Linked DNA regions of Mus musculus: all the other regions are linked to region 2. A link is a contact called in public HiChIP or PLAC-seq data. All regions are on one chromosome and are shown on one strand. Each heading gives the region's core, a stretch centred on a gene start, on an enhancer-like site or on the middle of the called end of the contact. The rest is flanking DNA. Distances are from core to core; before and after follow the strand shown. Region 1 overlaps Aak1 (AP2 associated kinase 1). Region 2 holds the start of Anxa4 (annexin A4). Region 3 holds the start of Snrnp27 (small nuclear ribonucleoprotein 27 (U4/U6.U5)).

Evidence for each region. HiChIP or PLAC-seq counts read pairs in DNA pulled down with a chosen protein or histone mark.
Region 1: a contact with region 2 is called in an H3K27ac HiChIP or PLAC-seq map of regulatory T cells, with 4 times the contacts expected there. The contact joins the enhancer-like site here to the promoter of Anxa4 in region 2. A contact is called at or near these places in 2 of 39 promoter capture datasets (3T3-L1-derived adipocytes and fetal liver), 2 of 15 datasets of contacts at CTCF or cohesin (both in the NIH/3T3 cell line), 5 of 484 Hi-C or Micro-C datasets (LSK cells, bone marrow-derived macrophages, extraembryonic endoderm stem cells and 2 more), 8 of 115 datasets of contacts at active chromatin or transcription factors (bone marrow-derived dendritic cells, bone marrow-derived macrophages, embryonic stem cells and 5 more) and 2 of 9 other capture datasets (liver and pancreatic islet).
Region 3: a contact with region 2 is called in an H3K27ac HiChIP or PLAC-seq map of embryonic stem cells, with 9 read pairs. The contact joins the promoter of Snrnp27 here to the promoter of Anxa4 in region 2. A contact is called at or near these places in 3 of 39 promoter capture datasets (the 3T3-L1 cell line, embryonic stem cells and hippocampal neurons), 1 of 15 datasets of contacts at CTCF or cohesin (stem cell-derived epiblast-like cells), 34 of 484 Hi-C or Micro-C datasets (the Ba/F3 cell line, the C10 cell line, the C2C12 cell line and 18 more), 6 of 115 datasets of contacts at active chromatin or transcription factors (bone marrow-derived macrophages, embryonic stem cells and pancreatic cancer cells) and 4 of 9 other capture datasets (adipose tissue, embryonic stem cells, liver and 1 more).

What each region holds. Positions count from the first base shown.
Region 1 is chr6:86,898,420-86,902,543 of GRCm38.p6, forward strand. The region is part of intron 1 of Aak1 (AP2 associated kinase 1); the gene reads left to right. Among named protein-coding and RNA genes, the nearest start is that of Aak1, 51 kb to the left of the region's middle. Within about 2 kb of position 2,337, at least 37 of the 459 cell types and tissues checked have an H3K27ac peak or open chromatin away from gene starts, as enhancers often do. A contact at or near this core is called in regulatory T cells, where this site is marked.
Region 2 is chr6:86,791,290-86,795,094 of GRCm38.p6, forward strand. It overlaps Anxa4 (annexin A4), which reads right to left and starts at 2,295. Exons shown (of 13, transcript NM_013471.2): 1 at 2,220-2,295.
Region 3 is chr6:86,682,866-86,687,083 of GRCm38.p6, forward strand. Snrnp27 (small nuclear ribonucleoprotein 27 (U4/U6.U5)) reads right to left here and starts at 1,626. Exons shown (of 6, transcript NM_025665.2): 1 at 1,582-1,626; 2 at 1-111. The coding sequence starts at 1,615.

The DNA.
Region 1 (4,124 bases), core at 1,087-3,586, 110 kb after region 2:
TCGGATGTTTACACACCTTTCCTAGCAGCAGTAACAGGGGCTTCAGTTTTTGTATCCACAAAATAGTAACCGGGTTGATTGTGACGAGAAAATGAGAATATCAGAAATGACACTCAGGGTTCCTAGAAGTCAGGAGTGTAAGATGGCAGCTGTGACCTTGGGTGAAGGGTATGATTTGTGGGTAAATAGCGCCAGAATAAGAAGGACGAGCAGACTGAGGTGCCTGCATTGGGAGTTGTGTGGAAAGACCTCTTTGGAGCTAAATGAGGTCTCTGAGTACCTGTAGTGAGAGGTTGAGGGATATCAAAGACTGCCCCTGATTTGGTGCTGATGTAAAGTCTTCCTGTGAGAAGCCATTGCCTGTGCACATGAGGGCATATCTTACGCTCAGTGGTAAGATGCTGAGTGCCTCCTGTGGTACCTAATGTGTGGTATAACCAAGTAAGTCAGCTCCAAGGGGAACACTGACACCTGAATCCTGTGGTGGGACCTTGAGTGTCAAGTAAGACATTGTTTTAAAGGTAGTATTAGAATAAGTGTGGCAAGGTACTAACTTCATTCTCTGTGACCGATCGGGAAGTCAAGATACCAGGGGTAGTTACCAGTACAAGTCTGGATTTCTTTAAATGAAAAACACGCTTCTGCACTCCAACCTGAATTCTTTCCTTTTATCAAAACATGGTATTACTGTGTTCCTGAGAACAAATTATAATTAAAATAACCATAGTGTAAAGCTCATCAGCCCAGAGTCTTGGAATGAAGCACAGAGAAGCTGGTTAAAGACCAGGTATTATGTAATGACCTAATTATGAGGCCTGCCATCTGCTTAGGAGTCACGCCTGCCTGGGTAGGAGCTCCTGATTGTGCTGGTGTTTTTTCTTTAAGGAGGAGGCTAGACTGTTAATGGATCCTTCCTCCGTGTGTGTGTGTGTGTGTGTGTGTGTGTGTGTGTGTGTGTGTGTGTGTGTGTGAAATAACACTGAGAACATTAGTGCTTTTCTTGAAGTAGGTTGTTAGGTTGTGGGGGGGAGGAAATTGAAGCAGCTTTTGAGGGTGCCTGAGCAGATGTTTCTTATTAGCTTGGTTATCTATCAGTGGGGGAAGGTTAATGAAGCTGTGAGGTGCGTTACACTCTGGTGTAAAGCTGGGTGGTCAAGGGAAGAAGAGACTCTGCATCTACCTTGAGAACTAGCTGAGAAGTTTTCATTCAAGAGAAAGCAAAGCCAGGCATGCGTGACAGACATATGGAAGACTGTGATAGAAGGAAGCTCGGGAGTTCAAGGCTAACTTGAGAGAGGGCAGCAAATTGGCTTTGAGGATAGATAGAGATTGAGGGAGGGAGGGAGGGAAGGAGGAAAGAGACCCACCTTTTATATATATGTAGATGTGTTCATGTGAATGGGACCATGTACATTTTGATGCAACAGGTCAGTGTTGGTGTCTTTAATCATTCTTCATGTCTTCTTCTTCTTCTTCTTCTTCTTCTTCTTCTTCTTCTTCTTCTTCTTCTTCTTCTTCTTCTTCTTCTTTTTCTCCTCCTCCTCCTCCTCTTCCTCCTCCTTCTCCTCCTCTTCCTCCTCCTCCTCCACCCCCCCCCGCCCCCCCACTTTGAGTCAGGGTTTCTTACTGACCCAGAAGCACATCAGTTCATCTCGGCCAGCTGGCTAGTAAGCTCAAGGGACCTGCCTGTTCCTACCTCCAGTGCAGGAATTACACACCACTGCACCCAGACCTTTAAAGACATGGGTACTGGGATTTCAAGTCAAGTGCTCATGTTGTGTAACAGTGACTACTGAGTGAGCCATCTCTCTAGCCCGGAGGGCTCCTTTTGAAAATGTGTTTTGGACTGTGGTTGAAAAAGAAAAATGTGTATTTTGAAATAGAAAACAAAAAACCTGCAAAAAAAAAAAAAAAAAAAAGACAAACTGAAGTCAACTTAAAATTGAAACTGCCATGTTTGGAATCCCTGCTGAGCCTTTGATGGGATTTAGGGCCAAGGATAAAAAACAAAATCATAAGATGTCAGGAAGGTGAAGGGACACTGTCTGAACCTTCTGTTTGGTTTGGCCCTCAGGTTGTAAGGGAGATGTTGTCTTGTCAGCTGCAGGGATACTGCCCACTACTGTAGTGCTTGTCTGGTGAACACAGGGCATTAGGGTTTCATTGCTGTGAAGACACCGGGACCAGATCAACTCTTAGAAAGGAAGACATTTAACTGGGGCTGGCTTACAGATAGAAGGAGCTGAGAGTTCTGTCTGAAGGCAACAGAAGGAGACTGTGCCACGCTGAGTGTAGCTTGAACACAGGATACCTCAAAGCCTGCCCCCACGGTGACACACTTCCTCCACAAGGCCACACCAACTCCAATAAGACCACACCTCCTAATGCCACTGCTTATGAGCCAAGCATTTAAACACATGAATCTTTGGGAGCCATACTTCTTCAAACCACCACAGGGAGTGGCTTAAGAGGGAGCCCTCCAGTTTCCTGAGCACCCCAGGAAGCCTTCTACTACAAATTGACTTTACTTTTAGGTTTTGAAAATGGCTGATGTTGAGAAAATCAGTGATTGGAGTGAAGGGGAACACCTGCAGGAAGGGATGCTCTTAGTTTCTTCCCGTAGCTCAGGGCCTCTGGTTAGTGCCCCTGTGCAGAGTTCAGGAGGTAGGGCTATATATTTCACATTCCAGAAAACTCATCAAATTATGGCAGATGCTCCAAAAGTCAGGGTCCCCCCCCCCCCTCTGCCAGCTCCACATTATTATTATACTGATAAAAAACTAGGTTTCTGGAAAAGCTTGGTGACGTGCCCAGGGCTAACTTGCCTTTTATGAAGTTGTCCCAGAACTAGAATTCCTGACTTCCAACTCTTTGTTCTTTCTGTTGCCCCTTGGTATATCTCACATGGTGATAGATGTGTTTGAAAGAGTGCCAGGACATCTGGGTAACATGGTTACATGGGACACCTCAGTATGTCTTCTAGCCCTAGTAATATTAGACGTTAGACCGCAGTGTTATTTTCTGCATGTTTGCAAAGACTTTTGGATATAAAACTTTATTTCTACAGCCGATTTGCCTCTAATTATTTCTTTGACCACTATATTGGGGCCTTTGGAAGTAACTCTAAGGTAACCAATTTCTTTTACCTCCCTGCCATTCGAACTAGATTAAGCAGGCATCTGGCAGAGAGTTCTCTGTTTTGTAGAATATTGAATAGCCACTTAAAATGTGGATTGTGTTTTTTTCTTCAGTGGCAAGCATTTTTTAGGAGAATAGGAATTTGCAAAGTCATTAGCTCCCTTTTACAAACAAAAAGAGCCATCATAGACTTTCTCACACCTCCCTGCTCTGGTCATTTGTTTATTCAGAAGCATGGTGTATGGCTTTCAGGGTCTTAAAACCAAGAGATACAGTGTTCTTAATATACTCAAGCTTTTACAACTGCTTCCACCCTGGAGCAATCATCCCCTTGTCCCCTAACTGGTGATGATCTTTGTATCTAGAGGACTTTTTAAAAAAGTATTCATCCCACGCCCCTTTCAGTTCTAGATTAGTATCAGGCTGCTTATGAGGGATTTCATCAGCTCTGCAGGGTATACTTTGTGTACTGGAGAATTGGTAAGTGGCTTGTGAATCTAGAAGCGTTTGAAAGAACCAGGGTTTTGTTGTTGTTGTTTTGCTGAAGAAAACACACACAAATATTCAATCTGATATTATAAGAAGGATTAATTTTATTTCCTGAAAATAGGAAAGGAGGATGGGAGAGGAACTCTGTAAGGGGGAACCTTGAAGGAGGTGACATCTGGGATGTCAATAATTAAATAATTAATTTAAAAGAATAGTGAAAATAATTGTTTAAACATGTTCAAAACATGTTGAAATGATCTGGCTCAAAATATGTTGAAAATGGTCTGAGACACCTATACCAAGTGAGATCTACTAAATTGTAAAGAAATGTTTTAATTGGGCTTAAAAAACACATTAAAATGTAAATGAGCTGAAAATTAACTATAATAAAAATTTTAGGCTAAAGTTGATACGAATAAACATTTGAGGTTAAAATATATTATTTTTATTTGCTTCTAAACTTAACATCTTTTAAAAGCTTCAAGATTTTAAAATAT
Region 2 (3,805 bases), core at 1,045-3,544:
TTCAGGAGCAGAGACAATAGGATCAGAAGTTCGAGTACATCCTTGGCTATACAGGAAGTTTGAGGCCAGCCTGGGCTACCTTAGACCCTATCTCAAATTCGAAGATAAAATAAAGAATACACTTTTAAGGGCTCTCCTCCCAATTTTCCCTACAATTTAAATGTAAAACATGGTTTTAGTTGAGTAATTGGGTGAAACTGACACTTAAAGAAAAATCTGCTTACTCACTCTGTAGCTTCCCCCATTCCCTGACACATGACCCATCTCCAGTGCAGACCCCTCACCTTGCTCTCTCTTGGAGAGGATCAGGGTAGCCTACAACTATGCAAGCAAGATCAGGAAAAGAAAGGATTGGCTGGTCACAGACAAAGCAATGTGCCCTGGGATGTAGGGCTGTAGGACCAAGAGGCTTGCCCTGTGGGCACTGATGGCTGAGGGAGGACCAAGAGGCTCACCCTGTGGGTACTGATGGCTGGCAGGCACAGCTTGACCTGTTAATCTCCAGACTGCTTTCAGAGAAAAAGAAGATCCCTGACCAAAGCAGGGACTCCAGCTAGGAGGAAATCATCACCCTTTCCCTAATAGCTCTGTGTCTCTAGGACCACTGGGTGAGTGTACATGTGTGTGTGTGTGTGTGTGTGTGTGTGTGCCCTGAAATCAACAGAAAGCTGAGTTGACTGGCTTTGGCAAAATGGCCATCACTGAAGTTAGTGGCTCTCAAGTGGCTGTGGTAATCTCAATCTAGTTTTCAACCTCTCCTGCACACTCTTTACAAAAGCATTAAATTAATTAATTGTGTGTGTGTGTGTGTGTGTGTGTGTGTGTTCTCCAAGCCCACAATGGGGTGTCAGACACCCTGGATCTGGAGCTTCAGGCAGTTGGGAGCCATCTGGAGTGGGTACTGGGAGCATCGAGTGTTCTTGAACCAAGACCTCCAGCCCCTACCTACTACTCTTGTGTTGGTTTTGGTTTTTTGTTGGCTGGGTCTTTCTTTTTTTGAAGGCCAGATCTCGAATAGTCCAGACTACCCTCCAATATTACCCTGAACTACCGATTGTCCTGAAGTATGAGATTCTATTCCTTTTAAATCTAAAACGGGAAGCTTCCAAAAGGGTGTTGCTTGGGTTGGGACTGTCATTTTCTCCAAACTGTCCTCAAAGGCAAACGTACACCTGATTTATTTGGAGCCAAGGATAAAACCCAAGGCTTCTGGTGTGCTGGGGGCACGCTATCAACTGAATATATGCCTGGTCCTCTCTTCTTGTTCTTCTCTCCTCCGTTCTCTAGGGACTCACGGCCATAAATGGAGTTGCTTCCCACCTAAGGAAACAGTGAGTCTGGGAATGATGGGCAGAGGGATAGGTAACAACCGGCCATCCTATCCATCCTTCCACCATCCACTAAAGTGCCCAGTTTTAATGAAAGGCGCAGTTGCTTAAGGCCCAGAGTGCTCCTCCAGTAAATGGAGGCTTTCATACCCTTGAGGTGCACATTGAGCCAGCAAAGTGTTAAACCGCCAATTGTCTTAGGCGCCAAAGTCTCCAACTGGTCAAAGCACCGAGGACTAAGTTAAAATGTAGACACAGGCAGACACAGAATAAAAACTAAGAATAAGATGATTCCTGGGCGCCAGGCACTGTGTGGAGACCGTTCGCTACAAGAGAGGCGAGGAGCGCCCTAAGAAGACGAGAAAGCAAACTTACTTGCAAAAAGAAAAGGCAACACAAGTAGTGCTGGAGTGAGCTTCAGAGAATGTTAACTCAGTGGCTTATCCTCAGTGCGGAGTCCCGGGGGGGCTTTGACTCAGCAAAGGACTGCAGGAGTGCTGTGCACCGTGCGGCACTGCCTGCTCCTCCCCACGTTTCCCAGGTGGCTGCTCCGGTCCGGGACCTCACGCTTCCAGGGCGCGGAGCCAAGTGGCCCAAAGAACCCGCCTCTGGTCACAGCACCCGGTCCCTGAGCCCAAGATCCCCAGCCACAGTCTAGGACAACCGGCAGGAGCCCAAGATTCCCAGGTCCAAGCCTAGGACAGCGGGCGAGCCCAGGATCCCGAGGTTAAGTTCAGGTTTCCAGGCCCCAGCTGCGACCCAGCCTAGGATTCCCCAAATGAAGTCTAGATCTCCAGGTCCGAGCCTAGGACACCTGCCCGGAGCCTAGGACCCACACCCAGACCCCAGAGCCCGCGGCGGAGGTCCGGACCACTGCCCTAAGCCCCTTACCTCTGGTGCGGAGAAAGGCTCTAGACTACGGCGAATGCCACACCCTCGTCCCGGCCGATAGGACCCGCCCAGTCTCGGGGTGGAGACTGAGCCCAAGTTCCTGGTTGTCCCTTTGCCCACAGGAAAGTCCCTCCCCGGAGAAGCGCAGCTAGAGCACGAGAATCGCCCCCAGCACCAGGAGGGGCCTGAGGCAGATCACGCACTCGGCCTTTAACCCCACTGAGGACAGCGAGCCCACTCAGGACCCTGACCCTGCACAACCAGACTCCCAGGGTCTCAGCCTCGCGTCCTGCTGGGGTCGCACAACGTACTTGGGGCCTCGGCGCTCCAGTCTAGAGTGTAACTTGAAAAATCAGAACGTGACATCTGAGGACACAGTCCATGTCCTCCTTTCACATTATAACATACGTTCCAGAAAATTCTCAGCAGTTGCACGCCTCCCTTAAAGAAGACAGATGCAATCCTCAAAGTCAGGGGAAGGGTTCTCGGAGACAGGTACAGGTCACCGTTGGGACCGGGGTTAGAAGCAACTCTGGGTTTCCCACTAAACTTCCAACTGAAGCATTTCTTGGTTGCTAGCCAGCCTGGTTCTGGCTCCTTGCTGGACACGGAGGCACATGCCTCTTGCTACAAGGATAATGAATGCTTGAAGAACAGAGGCAGGTGCAGGCAACAGAGGCTCCACAGGCAACCTCCAATTTCATTTAACAAAGAATGGGTCGCTTTGGGCAGTGTTTGCTCTCTAGCCAACCAAAACCTAGGTGGTCATTATTTTAAATTGTATCAGCAACTGTAGCTAGAGGAGGTGGCTTATTGTGTGGTCAGGAGGAGGAAGGCTGAGGGGGTCAGGAGGAGGAAGGCTGATCTAGACTTGGGCCTGTTTTTTCATGTTCCAAAGTCTATATGTTTCTAAGCTTCCACAAGGGAAGACAAAATTAATCATGGTAATAGGAAGGACAAAATGAAGATTCAAGACTATTGTATCCTTTTAAAAGTAATTACATGCAGGGGAGGTGGGGTGGGGGGTGGATAAAGGTTAGTGTCTAGGAACTGTAGTTAGCCCACAGCTAAGCTGATCTTTATAGCAAGTGCAACCAGGCCACAGGCCTCTGATGTCACTTCTCCCAAAGTCTGCCCTAGCCCAGGTAGGGAAGCCACAGACAGAGGCTTTTACTATTACATATAAATACGTGTGCATTTTACTTATTTTATGTGTACAGATTTTTGTCTGTCTGTATGTCTACACACCAGCATAGGATCCCTTGGCTGCTGGGAATTGAAGACCTGTCTTCGGGGAAGACTCAGTGCTAGTCCCCACCTGAGTCTTTTATGGGAAACAAAGGCCAGGACTCCATCTGACCCAGGCTCATCTGGGATCTGAGGTCTGGGATCAGGGAAGGGCTGACCTCCAGTAGGAGTCTTGACTCTTTCTGAGCTCTGACAGGTGACATGCGACTTCTTCCAACAGATGGCAGGCTCTCCTGGGAATGCCCAGGAGTGCACTAACAGGGCATCTGCATCTTGTCTTACTTCTGGGGACCTGATCTAACCCAGAGCGACAAAACAATGAATAGAGCTGTTCAACT
Region 3 (4,218 bases), core at 376-2,875, 110 kb before region 2:
TTCGGTGTGGAGATCTTGAGCGGCTCCTTCTGCGATCTCTCTCCCTGGACCTGGACCTTTCTCGGCGTCTTCTTTCTCGATCCCGAGATGTGGACCGGGACCGCCTACGTTCTAACAAACACAAAAATAGCAGAGCTAAAGGTTAATTTGAACACCTAGAGCTGTCATAATGAAGTATAATGCAAGCCACTACTAGTAGTCACAATGAACAGTTAAAAAAACAAAAAAGTCAGCTGAGCATGGTACTCAGGGAAGAGGCAGGCCCTTCTCAGTGAGTTCCAGGCCAGTCCACGAGCTCTAGAATAGGCACTGCTAAGTGACAGAGAAACCCTGTCTTAAAAAAACAAATGCTGGGCAGCGGTGGCACACGCCTTTAATCCCAGCACTTGGGAGGCAGAGGCAGGAGGATTTCTGAATTCAAGGCCAGCCTGATCTACAGAGTGAGCTCCAGGACAGCCAGGGCTACACAGAGAAACCCTGTCTTGAAAAACCTAAACAAACAAACAAACAAACCAAGAAGTAATTCTTGTGCATAGTGGCACACACCTGTAACACCAGGACTGGGGAAGTGGAGGCAGAAAAAGCAATCATTCAAGACCAACCCCTGTTATGGTAAGGCCCTGTTTGCCATGCATCTGTGAGGCACTAAGTTCAGTTCTCTTGATCTCTCTCTCTCTCTCTCACACACACACACCCCTACTAACATTTCAACACATAACATCACTTAAATTACTTTAAAGTCAAACAATGTGGTGTATTTTAAAATCACCCATATTTCGACCGTTTATACAATAGCCTAATATCCAATTAGATTATCTTTTCAGTCAGAATCGTATTTTTAAAACAAAGTTCTGTGTTTTCTGAAAGCATGGCTGTGTATGAGGCTATCCCCGCCCCCTTGTTTGCTCTACCATGTCTTGTACTAATTAGTAAACTGGCCAAAGTAAGGCATAATGCTACACAATAGGTATTTCCCAAAGGAAAACCAATCTATTGGACATTTACTGCACTTCGAAGGCTCAATTTGCTTGAGGCCCTGGTTGCCTAGTAAGATAATTGAGTATTAGTTGAAGGTGAGCCTTGTTCTAAACAACTAGAGACTAATTCTAATCCCTTAACATGGCTGAGGATACAGATATCCTCTGAGTTTCCCCAAAGTCCCACCTTACACGGCCTCAGTCCTATGCTCTCTGTCTTATGTACAGAAGACATTAGGATATGCGGTCTCAAATTCTAAACACTTCCAACTAAAGACCCAGGCAGGGCACCGACATTTAGAAAGCATCTGTGAGCCAAGGCAGGTTGAATGTTATGGAGGGTGACGTTAATTCTCACACCAATCCTTCACGGTAAAGTTACCTACGATGGTTACGGGGACTGGACAGAGAAAGGCAGGCTGACTTATGATGTATGCACGGTCCCCCAGGAGCTAAGCGAAGGGACTGTGGAACTCTAGTTCAGGGCAGGGCTGAGGAGAGCAGGTCCCGGCCTCGCCCCGTCCCGCACTCTCCCGGGCCTTCGAGGTTAAGGTCGTGGGTAGCACCTGACACCGTCCCTAGCCGTGAGACTTTCTGGACTCACCCCTACGCGGGGAGCGGCTACGACTTCGACCCATCGGAGTCCTCCTCCTCCTCCTCCGACCGCCCCGGAAACAACCCCACAACTTCCGGAGCAGCTGGAAGTTGATTTTTGCAGGCCGGCTGGAAACTAGCAGAGCGCGTGGCGAGGGTTCCGGCGGCTCCAGCAAACAGATGACTTAAGTCTTGCCCTGGAAGTCGCCCCAGGGCCTGAAGTTCCTGGAAGAACTGGGCGCTAATTCCGCTTCTTCAAGTTGAGATTTCTTTTTAAATCTTGTCGCGATTTACCCCTTTGTCCTGCTGGAGAACTCACCTGTGTATCGCTCCACCCAGCACAGTTCTCTCTTGTTTTCCCAGCGTTCCTCTACACGTATAAAATACATCACACCAATCCTTTCTTGTTGTGGTTTTTCGAGACAGGGTTTCTCTGTGTAGCTCTGGCTGTCCTGGAACTCTGTAGACCAGGCTGGCCTCGAACTCAGAGATCAGCCTACTTCTGCCTCCCAAGTGCTGGGATTGAAAGAGTGTCTTACAACGTCAGGCCACACGAATTCTAATCGGCATGAGCTGTTTTTGACTTTTGCATTTAATTCTTAAGTCAGCTTTATGTTGGCGCAAGTGACAGCACTGGGATTGCACCCTAAACTACTATGGCGGTTTGAGAGAGTTCGTTTTATTTTTGTATGTATGTGGGTGTCCCTTGTATTCCATGCAACTGGCCATTGAGAACCTGACAGTAGGCACTGAGAAAGTGAGCAGCAAACCCACTGCATTCTCCCATCTCTTCAGCCCCAACTACTGTTTTTTGTAAGTAAAAGGCTCCATCCTACTCCCGAAGGGAACCTCCCAAATGTTGCCGTAACCTTCAAAATGAAAGGCTTTATGAGCCGCGCGCTCGCGCACACACACAAGAACGCGGCTTCTTGCAGTAAAACATGTATACAGCGAGTGGGAAAGGCTGCAGCCTCTACTGATGGAACCAGTGCTCTTGCCAGCCTTTGACGGGCAACAGCTGAGGACAGGCTTCTAGAACAAAAACTTAGGAAGAGGCAGAAGAGGCTAGTTTTAGTTTGAAAACACTTGGTCCACTAGTCATCATGTTAAGGAAAAAAAAAAAAAGGTAAATAAATAGACTTTTGTACAGCCTCTTTTATACCTGATCCCAACTAAACTAGAATTTCCACCATGCGGCCTGACTTCCATATTTTTGAGATTATGTGTCAAGCCGTAGGAGAGCACTGGGAATCTCCTGTCACTTATAAGGAAGTTTTAGGGATAATCTTGGATAACCACTATGGACAGCTGAAGTCACTGTCCACAGTGCAAGAGGGGGATTTGAGGAAGCCAGAGCACTGTATTAGAGGTGTGAGAAGACAGCAAAGTGACATGGGGGCTATGGGTGATCAGAGACATATGCCCCCTTCTTCCCACCTCCCCTTGCCAGGCTTTGGATCTTAGGTAATGAAAACACTTAGCACAGCCTCTTCAAATTTTCAAAAGTGGCTGGAAAGTACGATGAAGTTAGTGTAACAGACATTTGTGAATGCCTGCTGAATGTTGGATCCTGCACAACTGCAGCACTGGGGTGAAGGAGGGATCATGTGGGCTCTGCCAAGAGGCTTGCCATCTTCATCATGGAAGCAGATGACAGGCTGTTTTCATATCATGGATAGTATCCAGTGTGTTAGAGAGGGATACAAGGCCACTGAGCCGAATTTGATCTTACAGGAGGGTTTCTGGGAATAATATTCCCGAGAGTTGAGATTACCTACTGTGCTATTGCACTGTGACATGAATACAACTTTGTTCACACACACAGAGGCACGTACAGGCATGGTGCCTAGCACTTTTACCTGCTTAGCCATTACACACACACATCAAACACACACAGATATCACACACACCACACCCCCACACACATATCACACACACACACACCATACACACACCTACCTACCTACCTACCTACCTACCTACCTACCTACCTACATACATACCTACCTACCTGTTGGCAATGCTTACTGAGAGAGTAAGGGTTTGTCTGTTTGCAACATTCATAACATGATGCTGTCCACATAGAAGACAATGAAAGGGTGCTTCCTTTATTACTTGAGGGCTCTTGTGCCAAGGAGTAACATGGGACACTATCTTGCCCCTAAGAGCCACCTTATTAATTCAGTGGAGCTCCTTCTGTGTGCATTTATTCCCCTCTGAGAACATGATTACACGTCAGCTTGTGAGAAAGCCCAACCTCTACGATCAACACAAGCCAGGCAAGAGGTCAAATGCTTTCCATCCTGCACTCTAGAGGCAGTAACAAGTGGGCTTCTGCATCCTCCAGACCAGCCTGTCTACATACCAATGTGAGGCCAGCTAGAAGATACATAGTGAGATCTTGTTTCAAACACATGCACACCAAGTTTAGAATCAAATATGTGCATGGATACCTGTTAACATGCTAACATTTTTTAAAAAGATCATACACACACACACACACACACACACACACACACACACACACACACCAGAGAGAGAGAGAGAGAGAGAGAGAGAGAGAGAGAGAGAGAGAGAGAGAGAGAGAGAGAGAGAGAATGAATCAGAAAAAGTATGATGAACAACCAAGTAGATATTTGGGGCAGGC